Regions from separate parts of the Sus scrofa genome. Here region 1 is linked to region 2. A link is a contact called in public HiChIP or PLAC-seq data. All regions are on one chromosome and are shown on one strand. The core of a region is the stretch at or near the end of the contact, and the rest is flanking DNA. Distances in the headings are between cores, read along the strand shown.

Region 1 (5,732 bases), core at 1,447-3,946, 240 kb after region 2:
TCATTGTGAGCTGAGATTCGTTTCATTCACATGGTGTCAGGTCATACACACACCTATATATTCATGGAGCATTTGGTGGATGGGTGAATAAATGCATGAATGAAATACTCAAGGCGGCTGTTTAGATTCCCTCAGTGGACTGTAACAGGGTGACAAGGATGTGGAGTGGGGGCCAGGTGAGCCATCCAGGAAGAGGTCTGTCTGGTAAACAGGTTTCTAAATCCGAGGCAAAGAGGGCAGAAGCCAGGTCCTGCCTTTGTGGGTCTGCCTTTGTTCAGCCCCAGAGCTCTGCGTGGGAGATAGTGTGGCTTTTATTTCCCCTGTGTTGGGTCAAAAAGCCTTTCTGATGAATGTTTGCAGGACACAGATAGTAAACATAAGCCAGTCTGGCCTTGAGAGGGAGAGGTTTGGATCCTTTCTCCAGTTTTGTAGTGCCTGTGATGGGAGGAGCGTTATCATTAAATCTTTGCCAAATGACATTTTGGAACCCCCTCATTTTGGGGAGCACCAAGCCTCAGCCCTTGAAGAACAGAGAGGCAAGAGCAAGGGAGCAAGCGTGCTGCTGCCCGAGGTGGACTGGTAGCCTTGAAAATTCTCCTATCGCAGGCCGAGCTGGCTGCTCTTTGTTTGGATAAATGCTTTCTAGAGGCCAGAGGGAAGCAGGGACGGTCATCACTCTTCTTTGGGGAAAAAACAGATCAATGAGTGGGAGGCCCCCCCCCGCCCCCCGGCCTGGTGGGGAAAGCATTATCTTGGATCGGGTTTGGAGTCTGACCCACTACCTGTCTGGTAGGGTGGCAGGGGTCATTGGGGGGGGGGTTAAACACAATTGCCGCCCTTTGCCAAGTCAATCTTTTTTTTTTTTTTAATCTTTATTTGCCTTTTCTAGGGCCACAGCTGTGGCATATGGAGGTTCCCAGGCTAGGGATCTAATCAGAGCTGTAGCCACCGACCTATGCCAGAGCCACAGCAATGCAGGATCCAAGCTGCATCTGCAACCCACACCACAGCTCACGGCAACGCCGGATCCTTAACCCACTGATCAAGGCCAGGGACCGAGCCGCAACTTCATGGTTCCTAGTCGGACTGGAGCCAAGTCAATCTTAATTGCAAAATGTTAACCCTAGCTCTGCAGGCGCAGCAGCCAGAAGAGGTCAAAAGAGGGGAGAGAGAAAGAGGGAGAGTGGGAGGTGAGAATAAAGTAGGGAGCCAGCCTGCGAGACCTGGGCCAGCACTACCAGGCAAAGAGCCCGCAGCAGGTGCAAGCCTTTGACTCGGGGCCCCCGAGACAGAACACAGAGGATCTGTTTTTCTTTAGCAAAGACAAAAATCACACCCCAATTGTCATTAACCTCTAACTGCAATTTACATTTTCTTTCAGTTAAGCATGTAGGCCACAAACCACATGCTTTGGAGAACCTGTGACGTTGTCACAACTAGAAACACAGATGCCAACACCTAACACTCTGGTCATCCCAGAGACCCTGAACTATCACCTCAAAATCATAGCTGTAATTAGACCTCGAGTTAGATCCAGTCATTTAATACATTAGTAAAGGAGCATTTTTTTTCCATATCACAACCTTGTTTACATTTTTTTTAATTATTTCCCCAATACAATTTTTTTTCTACTGTGCAGTAAGGTGACCCAGTTACACATACATGTACACATTCTATTTTCGCACATTTTCATGCTCCATCATAAGTGACTACACACAGTTCCCAGTGCCACGCAGCAGGATCTCATTGCTAATCCATTCCAAAGGCAATAGTTTGCATCCATAACATTTTAATAACTCTATTTCAATACGCTTGGTTCCCTCTACAGTCCCTCATGCTTATTTTTCACGTTAGAACGAGCATTGTGAGACGCGGTCCATGGGCTTCCCTGAATCTCACAATGCTAGTTCTAATGTGTAAAATCACACATTTTATTTATGCGTTAAATAAATAACACCAGGGGGTGACTCAGCGCACACAGAAAGATTAAGAAAAGCACAGAAGAGCAGCTGGCAAAGAGGAGGCTCTGAAAACACAAAATAGGCTGAGTTCCGTTTCCACATCCTTTTCAGAAGACACAAAGCCCTTTGTTGCTCATGTCTTTTGCCCTCGCAAGTTGATCCAGGGCCAGCTGAGAACAGGATGGAGATGCTGGGAGAAGAACGGGTGGAGGGCCCCAGAGAGGTACAGATAGGGAGCGTCAGAGCCGACACTCCCCATTGCTGTACCCCGAAACACCATAAGACAGGATCTAAGCTCGTGAGTTAGAGCTGAACCAGGAGAAGCTCAGAGCCCCCAGCCCTTGTGCTTCCCTCACAGCACAGCAGCAGCTGGCGCCCTTGGAGACTCAGCAGCTGTCTGCCTAAAGCTCCCAGATGGCTCCTAACACCTGCCCGGCCTATTGAAAGCCTCCCAGACCGCAAACATCTTTTCCTCAAGAAGATTGAGAGGAACTTTAAGGTCTTTGTTTGCTGAGACTGTGGCTGTTTGATCTCTGACTGTATAAGCCAAAGCTCAGGACCAAACACCCACTTGAACTTTGCAGTTTCCCCGTTTCATTAAGAAGGTTATTGTAGAGTTTGGCCATGCGTCAAGGACACGCTGACTCTGGGGCCGCCCCATATCCCAAGTCGTCCTGGGGGATGGAAGGGTGTGGCCACGAGCCAACAGGGAGAGGCGCGAACCAGAGCGGGGAGGCTCTGCTGGCAGCTGACGGCCCCTGAACTGGTGTGGACGGCTCTGGGGAGGCCAAGCTCTGGGCTGCAGGGCATCCGATTTACTGCACCAGGGATATTTCCCTGGCGGCCCCAGCTAATGTGTCCATTAAAGAGGAGTCGGGGTGTAGGAAGATCGCTGCCGTGTAACAGAGCTCCAGTTTCTCATCGGGTGAAGCTGCGGTTTACCCAGGCAGATTCAGTACAGAGGACTCTTAAATTCCCCTCGGAATCCAGTGTTAGGAAAAAAAAAAAAACAACAAAAAAACAAGCAAACCCCCAAACCTGTCAAACCTATTCACTTGCCAAAGAGCAAATACATGGGTTGTGGGTTTGGGGAGAGGGAAGGAAGGAAAAAGTCCCCTTGCTCCCACCTCCCACATGAAGCCACTCATGGGAAGAACATGGTACCAGCCACTAGGAAATCTTGGTCCTGGCCCTGGCCCTACCTCTCACCCCCTGCTTGTCCTCAGGGAACTCCCTTGTCCTGGTGTGCCTAGGTTTTCCTGTCTAAAAGTTAACCTCAGTTGAAGATGGGTGGACTAAGAAGAGGGAGGAGGGGCGAGGGGGTAGGGGGTAGGGTCTAGGGAGCCAAGTTCACATGGGGGAGGGGGGAACCGAGGGAGCAGTGAGGTCTGGGCAGGGGGCAGCGTCCCCCCCAGAGACAGACAGGACTCTCAAGGTGCTAATTCCCCACTAGTCCCGGTCCTGAACACAGACCTGTCCCAAGTGCTGGCTGGAAGCCCTCCTTGCTGTGGGCAGCCAGAGAAAAGATGAGTTCTCTGTGGCTGGCAGGTCTGCTGCAGCAGAGATGGGACTGGCCAGCTGCCGCCCTCCCCACCTGGTCAGAGTTCTGCCTTTAAATGAGAGAAAAGAATTCCAGGAGTTCCTGTCGTGGCGCAGTGGTTAACGAATCCGACTAGGAACCATGAGGTTGCGGGTTCGGTCTCTGCCCTTGCTCAGTGGGTTAACATCTGGCGTTGCCGTGAGCTGTGGTGTAGGTTGCAGACTCGGCTCGGATCCCGCATTGCTGTGGCTCTGGCGTAGGCCGGTGGCTACAGCTCCGATTCGACCTCTGGCCTGGGAACCTCCATATGCCGCAGGAGCGGCCCAAGAAATAGCTAAAAAGACAAAAAAAAAAAAAAAAAAAAAAAAAAGAATTCCAGTCATGGCTCAGCAGAAATGAATCTGACTAGGAACCATGAGGTGGCGGGTTCGATCCCTGGCCTTGCTCAGTGGGTTAAAGATCTGGCATTGCTGTGACCTGCGGTGTAGGTCGTAGACGCGGCTCAGATCCCACATTGCTGTGGCTGTGGCGTAGGCCAGTGGCTGCAGTTCTGATTAGACCCCTAGCCTGGAACCTCCGTATGCTGCAGGTATAGACCTCAAAAAAAAAAAAAAAAAAAATCAGAGTTTCTTTCCACTCCTTTCGGCTTCTAATTCCACTCCCCTCTGCAGGGTCACTGCTGTGGTTCTGGTTTCTATCCTTCTAGACATTCAAATGCAGGGAGTTCACTCTCAAGCTTGCCATCCAGCACTGTCAGTGGGAAGGCAGCTCCTGCCTGGGCAGCCTCACCAGCCTCTCCTGGCCATCCTCTCCACGTCTCAGCCAGACCCTAGACCCTGTCCTCTCTGTCCCCAAAGTCTAGGGCACATGGGAGCCCTCCCTTCATTCCCAAAATGTTCCTCTCACATAGCTTTAGGTGGGGCAGAAGCATTTCTTCCTCTGGGGAGGGGTGGGGGTGTGTGGGAAGCCTCAGCACCCCAATACCTTTCCAGCCCTCTGCCCTTGTGGCCTCCTGCCAGGCTGGTTTCAGGATACCTTAGCATGTCCTGCATGTGTGGTTTGGCTCCTTTCTTGGGATGCAGGGGAATCAAGCCTCTACCTTGTACTCTCAGCCTTTGGGGTCACAGCTGAAATGGAGACAGAAAGAATCTTGCATTAATGTCCCATCACATTTATTAACCCGCTTTCACTGATGGACATTGAATTGTTTCCAGCATATCTGTGTGTATGTGTATGTAGGCTCATGAGCTTCCTCAGGCAGGCTTTTTTTTTTTTTTTTTTTTTTTTTTGTCTTTTTTAGGGCTGCACCAGCAGTATATGGAGCTTCCCAGGTCCCCAGCTCAAATCAGAGCTGTAGCCACTGGCCTACACCACAGCCACAGCAATGTGGGATCCGAGCTTTGTCTGTGACCTACACCACAGCTCATGGCAACACCAGATCCTTAACCCACTGAGCAAGACCAGGGATTGAACCTGTGTCCTCATGTATACCAGTCAGATTCTTTTCTGCTGAGCCACCACGGGAACTCCTCAGGCAGCCTTTTAATTTAGCTACTGATTCTTCTAAACAACTGTCATTTTGGCCTCCCCAGACCATCTCACCAGTCCTGGAATAGGTCCCCCTGCCCTGCTTCTCAAACTGGGAGAAGCTCAGCCCTGGACATACCCAGTGTACATACCATGGGGCTACATGGAACATTCTCATTGACAGGAAAGTTTTGGTGCAAAAGGTGATGCAACTTAATTATTCAGCATTCAATACAAGAGAGATAAGTTGAGAGACATAAAGAACATTTGTCCTTGGCAGTGAGCTGCTTAGGACTCTGGTTCCAAATCTCCAGGAGATCCATGTGTATTCTCCTGTGCCCCTAGAGATGTTCTCCTAGTCATTCTCCTGAACCCCTAGGGACATCTTGACAGGGACTGCCTCCAAGGTGGCCCCCACTGATCCACGCCTCCCAGTATCCACACCTGTCAGTAGTCCCTTCCCACATCATGGCTGGGCTGTTGTGTGACCAGTAGAATACAGCAAAAGAAATGGCATATCACTTCCACGATTAGGTTATAAGGCTACTAGGCCGTGAAAGACTTGAGCTCTCTTTCTTGGATCATTTGCTTTGGGGGAAGCAAGCTCCCATGATCAGCAGCCCTTTGGAGAGGCCCTAAGTGGGGAAGGGAGGGCTGCCAACAAGCATGTAAATGAGTTTGGATACAGACCCTTCAGCTCCCAG
Region 2 (5,782 bases), core at 161-2,660:
TCCTTGTCTTGATACTCTGTAATGACTCACCTGTAAGATACAGTTCATGTTCCTCAGCCTGGTATAGCTAATCTTTTCTTGATCTAGCCCCTGACCTGACTCTTCCCTCCTTAACACTTCAGCAGCTCACGGCTTATAACGTCCCAGGTTATAGTTGTACCACCTCTTGTCCTGCTGGAATTCCCTTTCCCTGAATCCATCTTAGCATCCCTGCCCAGTAATAGGCTGGCGCCAGCTCCTACCAGCTAGGGAGAGCTGGTTGTTAAATGTTCAGGAATTTTGCAAGCCTGTTTTTAACTTGGAAGCAGCTGTGATGGGGATATTTATACCATAAAATATCAGCAAATATTATAAGTCAAATCTCCTCTTTACTCTCACCCCTGTGAAATGTCTCCCCACCCCAGCATACTACAGCCCCTATCCAAACCTGGCTTATATGGTTCCTCTTTAAAATCTTTCCAGCCCAGTCCTCTTCCTTCCACACACAAAAAAATTATTTGCTACTTATAAACACTTTTCATGCTTTATTATAGCATTTGTCACCATACAGGGTAACTCTTTGTTTACATGTCACTTTTTAATACTAAACTCATGAGTTCTTGGGAGCAGAGCCCATGTCTCAGTTGCCTTTGCATCTGTCATTCATTCATTCCTTCAACATTCATTGAATTGATATGCTTAATGTGTATTAGGCACTGTTCTCAGAGTACAGAGATGGGAGGATTTAGCCACTCTCTGTGAGAAGTTCATAGCCTAGTCCTTGGAAATAGAGAAATGCAGATAGTCCATCACACAACAGTGAGGCAAGTACATTGCTAGATGTCTGTACAGGACAAGTTGAAGCCTGGAAGAAAAAACCCTGCCCAAGGTATTGGGGAAGTCTTCACAGAGCAGGTAAGACTTAAAGGATGAACAAAAATTTGTTGCCTGTAGATAGGTGCTACAGTTACTTTTATAGATAGTTTTTTTGTTTTTTTTCTTTTTGGGGTCGCACTATCGGCATATGGAAGTTCCCAGGCTAAGGGTTAAATTGGAGCTATAGCTGTTGGCCTGCACCACAGTCACAGCAATGCTGTATCTGAGCCACACCTTCGACCTACACCACAGCTCACAGCAGTGCTGATCCTTTAAGCCACTGAGCGGGGCCAGGGACTGAACCCGTGTCCTCGTGGGTACTTGTCTGGTTTGTTTCTGCTGAGCCACAACGGGAACTCCATGGATAGAATTTTTTCTAACAGAAGAATTTTCCACTCTGGATGGTACACAAGGTTCTTTGTTTCAGAGTAAATAGCAGTTTTATGTGAAAACCTTGTGTAAATGTCCATGAATTAGGCATTCTTTGAACGAGGAGAGAAAGCGCTGAATACCGTATCTGTATCCCAGTAATGTGTAGCAAACCATCCCAAAACTCCATAGCCTAAACAAACAGTAACAATTTGTGATTTCTCACAGATTTAGACAGTTCTGATCTAGGCAGGCTTAGCTGCTTCTGGCTGGGCTCACTTAATGCAGCTGTGGTCAGCTGGCAGGTCACGCAGGGCATGGCTGGTTTAGGATGTCCTTGCCTAAATCAGCTCAGCTCTCCAGCTCTCCTCCATGTGTTTCTTCCAGCCCCTCTAGTAGCCTAGCTCAGGCAGATTCCCATGGTGGTGACGGGGCCCCAGAGAGGGGGTGGAATCATGCAAGTATATACACAGGCCTCTACTTATTTCACACTTTCTGTCCACTTGACTAAAGTAAATCACACGACTAAGTCCAGAGTTAGTGTGAGAGAAATAGATAAGAGAATGTGAAAAACTGGGGCCATTGCCACCATCAGTTTTCCACAAACACATATTCTTTGTAAGCTCTGTTCTAGACCTTGTGTTATGCTGCAGATGTTAATTTGCCAAAAAATTTGCTTCCAGCTGGGTTTGGTGCTCTGTGGTGATAATAGCAAACTTCTCCGAGCAGTCTAGACCTATTAATCTTATTTCAATTTGGTATGCTCATTTTTATCCAGCTATTGAAATGATATTTCTTTTTTGGGAGGCTGAAGAAACTGAAGAATCTTTTGTTTAGTGATATGCATGTCACATTAAACTCCTTTACATATTCTAGTCCTTAGACTTTTCTTTTTTCACTAAAAAGCCGTAGTGTCCAAAACAAGGAGAAAACATCTTGTCAAGCTTTAAAAACATATTTTTATTTTTTATAAAGAGTTTTTTTAATTGTTATTTCCCCACAAAAACGTATTTTTAAAAGGTTAATTATTTGGTCTCTCCGACTTAGCATTTGATAATCTAGGTTTTTCATGCAAAACTTCAAACTGGGAGAAATCTCAGTCCATCTGTGAAAAGCTAACACATTTTATTTATTGAAGCCTTAAGAACAAAGCAACCCCATTACTTTTAAGCAGTAGCCTTGGGAATAGGAAACATCAAATAGCAGTTCATAAAATATGCTCTTTTGGGTCTTTGTTCAGAAGTGACTAAAGCATCCAAGGTTCAAACCTGGTTTTGTTTGTTTTTTTTATAAGATTCATATGCTCCATATTTGTTTCATTTTCATCATTGATGAGAATGGAAAAGAAGCTCGAGGGGCCAGTAGTTGTAGAAGGGCAATGGACAGTGAAAGGATAGAGACAAATGGAGAAATGTTAGAAGGGGTCACAAGTGAAAAAGTGGGTGGCTGGGCAAGAAAGTAAATCTGCAGAGCCAACTTCTGAACAAGAGGTTGGAAAGAGTCTACCTCCCAGATGGACCCAAAGGCTTTTCCCCCAAGAAGGAAGGTCACTGTGGCCTGAAGGATCACATAAGGTTCCCTTGACATTTACTCTGTATGTTAGTTTTTCTGCCAGGTTTTTCCACAGGTTAACTGCTCCCAATACTAGGTGAAGAGAACTGCTTATTGGTAGGGAACTGGTTAAGGAAAGCAGCTGCCTGAAGAAAGAATTCATGATCATATATTTTAAGGGGAGTAATAATAACATAAAGAAAATGATTTTTTTCATATTTTAAGATGCTGATTTTAAAAATAGACTTAGGAGTTCCCGTCATGGCTTAGTGGTTAACGAATCCAACTAGGAACCATGAGGATGCGTGTTTGCTCCCTGGCCTCGCTCAGTGGGTTAAGGATCCGGCGTTGCCATGAGCTGTGGTGTAGGTCGAAGATGCAGCTCGGATCTGGCGTTGCTGTGGCTCTGGTGTAGGCTGGCAGCAACAGCTTGGATTAGACCCCAGCTGGGGAACCTCCATATGCCGCAGGTGTGGCCCTAAAAAGATAAAAAGACAAATAAATAAATAAAAATAGACTTAAAATAGATTATTCTATAGATGGAATTCAACCTTGGCATTGGCTACATTCAGAATAATTTGGACTATTAAGTCCAAAGTCTTCTCACAGGATAGTGTCATGAAAGAGCACCGGCACAGAGAGCAGTCTGGGTTCTCTCCCCAGCTCTACCCTTTCTGTGTTCCTCTGTCTCTCCAGCTGTGTAGTGAAGGCTTTGGGACTTGAAGAACTCTTGGGATGCTGTCAACTCCCACAAGCTGACTTGTTCTTTGGGTCTCTGAGGTTGTGGTAGATCCTCACCTCAATTAACACTCTAATTTTGATATAGTCTAGAGTAAGATGATTGGGGTGAGGGAGCTGTTATATGGAGTCACATAGAGTTTAGTCTTGGTGGCAGAAGATCCAAAAGAGGCTCTGTTTAAGCCTGAGTATAAACCTTGTTACTGCCTACTTTTGCCACTAGATGGCGTTCAGACATCTGACTTAAGAACTGACTAGCCTAAGACCTCAAGATTGACTGTCTTAAGAAATGAAGAAACTAAGCCAGTGCTGTAACACATTACGTGTATGTTTTAAGCCCTGTCAAACTAATCATCCGTAATTTAAGCAGCGAAAAGGTAGTTACCTATAGTTTATATCTTAGGTATAATTACCTAAGGTTAGGAATCTTATCAAAAAGAGGGGTATGATCAGAGTTTATAAAATCATTATGGGTGTAAAGTAAGCAACAGAATTGGTGAATTAATCAAATATCAGTATGCTCGAGTGAAGGAAACATTATTTTAAACCTAAAATTAGTAAAAATAAAGATATGTAAAAATTGTATTTATTAACACTAGAGGTGCCATCATGTGGAAATAAAAGGTTTTAGTTAAGCAAATTCCAGTAAATGGAGTCCTGTAGCTCAGTGGTAATGAACCCAACTAGAATCCATGAGGACACAGGTTCGATCCCTGTCCCCGCTTAGTGGGTTAAGGATCCAGCATTGCCGTCAGCTGTGGTATAGGTCACAGATGCAGCTTGGATCCTGCATTGCTATGGCTGTGGTGTATGTTGGCAGCTGCAGCTCCAATTCAACTCCTAGCCTGGGAGCTTCCATATGCTGTGGGTGTGGACCTAAAAATAAAAACAAAACAAATTAGAGTAAACTTACACATGAAATGTCTATCACGGAACAGTAAGAAAAACAAGAAATGCTTGGGCAACATCTCTGAGTCTGATTGTGACATCAAGTGAGACAGCTGTGCCTTTCCATATCAGGGGTCAGCAAATTTTTTCTGTAAAGGGTCAGGTGGCAAGTATTTTGGGTTTGCAGGCCGTATGGTCTCTGTCCACTCAACTCCACTAACATCATGTGAGGTAGCTATATACAATATGCAAATAAATGGGTATGATTGTTTTCCAATAAAACTTTATTTACAAAAACAGGCAAGATGCTGTAGTTTGCCCACCCACTTGTGGGTGAAAGCTCAATGTCCATAAGTATTTCTCCTTTCTAGGTCTCAGTCTCTGGCTTCTGTCAGATTTTGTGTCCTTTGGTACCTCTTTCTGAAGCTACATGATCCATAAGGCTGACCCAAAGTGATATTTCTCTTATTTCTAAAATCAAATTTTAAAAAATCGAACTTAAACAAATTGGTAAGTTTCTAGGGCAGGATTTCTTAACCTTAACACTATTGACATTTTTGGGCTGGATAATCCTTTGTTGTAGGGGGAGCTGTCTTGTGCATTGTAGGATGTTTAGAAGCATATCTGGACTCCTCTTCTCACCAGATGTCAGTCCCTTGCCCCAACCCATGAGTTATGCCAACCAAAATTGCCTCTGGACATTGCCAAATGTCCCCTGTAAAGCAAGATCACCCCTACTTGATAGCCAGAGACCTAGAGACTTTAAGAGTAACTGGAAGAAGAATAAAAAATGGAAATCAGGGAGTTCCTATCACGGCTCAGTGGAAATGAATCTGACTAGTATCCATGAGGACACAGGTTTGATCCCTGGCCTCGATCAGTGGGTTAAAGATCCAGTGTTGCCATGAGCTGTGGTATAGGTCACAGACGCGGCTTAAATCTGGCATGGCTGTGGCTGTGGCATAGGCCAGCAGTTGTAGATTCGATTTGACACCTAGCCTGGGAACTTGCATATGCCACAGGAGTGGCCCTAAAAACCAAAAAAAGAAAAAGAAAAAAAAAAAAAAAAAGAAATCAGACTGTGCCACCCAGGATGGCCACCAAGATAATAAACATACTTCTTTAGGAACAAGGTCTAAAAAAATCAAAACCAAAAGGAACATCTAGCATATCAGAAAGAGAAAGGCAATGAGAATTTTATTAACCTGCTTAAAAGGGGCTGGAAAGTTGGTAGCATATGGCTTTTTAATATTAATTTAGATCATTTCATTGAAAGTGTTCCTAAAACCATTGAACCAAAATAGAGAGCTGCCTGTAATGGATAGCTGAAAAGTCAAACCAAAGCAAAGAAACATGGATGAAGAGAGATATAAAAAAGACA

The links. HiChIP or PLAC-seq counts read pairs in DNA pulled down with a chosen protein or histone mark.
Region 1: a contact with region 2 is called in an H3K27ac HiChIP or PLAC-seq map of skeletal muscle, with 3 times the contacts expected there. The contact joins two enhancer-like sites. A contact is called at or near these places in 3 of 47 Hi-C or Micro-C datasets (heart right ventricle, mesenteric adipose tissue and retroperitoneal adipose tissue) and 1 of 2 datasets of contacts at active chromatin or transcription factors (skeletal muscle).

Annotation. Positions count from the first base shown.
Region 1 is chr1:237,092,170-237,097,901 of Sscrofa11.1, forward strand. No RefSeq gene overlaps it. Among named protein-coding and RNA genes, the nearest start is that of GNE, 66 kb to the left of the region's middle. Within about 2 kb of position 2,697, at least 21 of the 83 cell types and tissues checked have an H3K27ac peak or open chromatin away from gene starts, as enhancers often do. A contact at or near this core is called in skeletal muscle, where this site is marked.
Region 2 is chr1:236,851,736-236,857,517 of Sscrofa11.1, forward strand. The region is part of intron 6 of RECK (reversion-inducing cysteine-rich protein with Kazal motifs); the gene reads left to right. Among named protein-coding and RNA genes, the nearest start is that of RECK, 33 kb to the left of the region's middle. Within about 2 kb of position 1,411, at least 14 of the 83 cell types and tissues checked have an H3K27ac peak or open chromatin away from gene starts, as enhancers often do. A contact at or near this core is called in skeletal muscle, where this site is marked.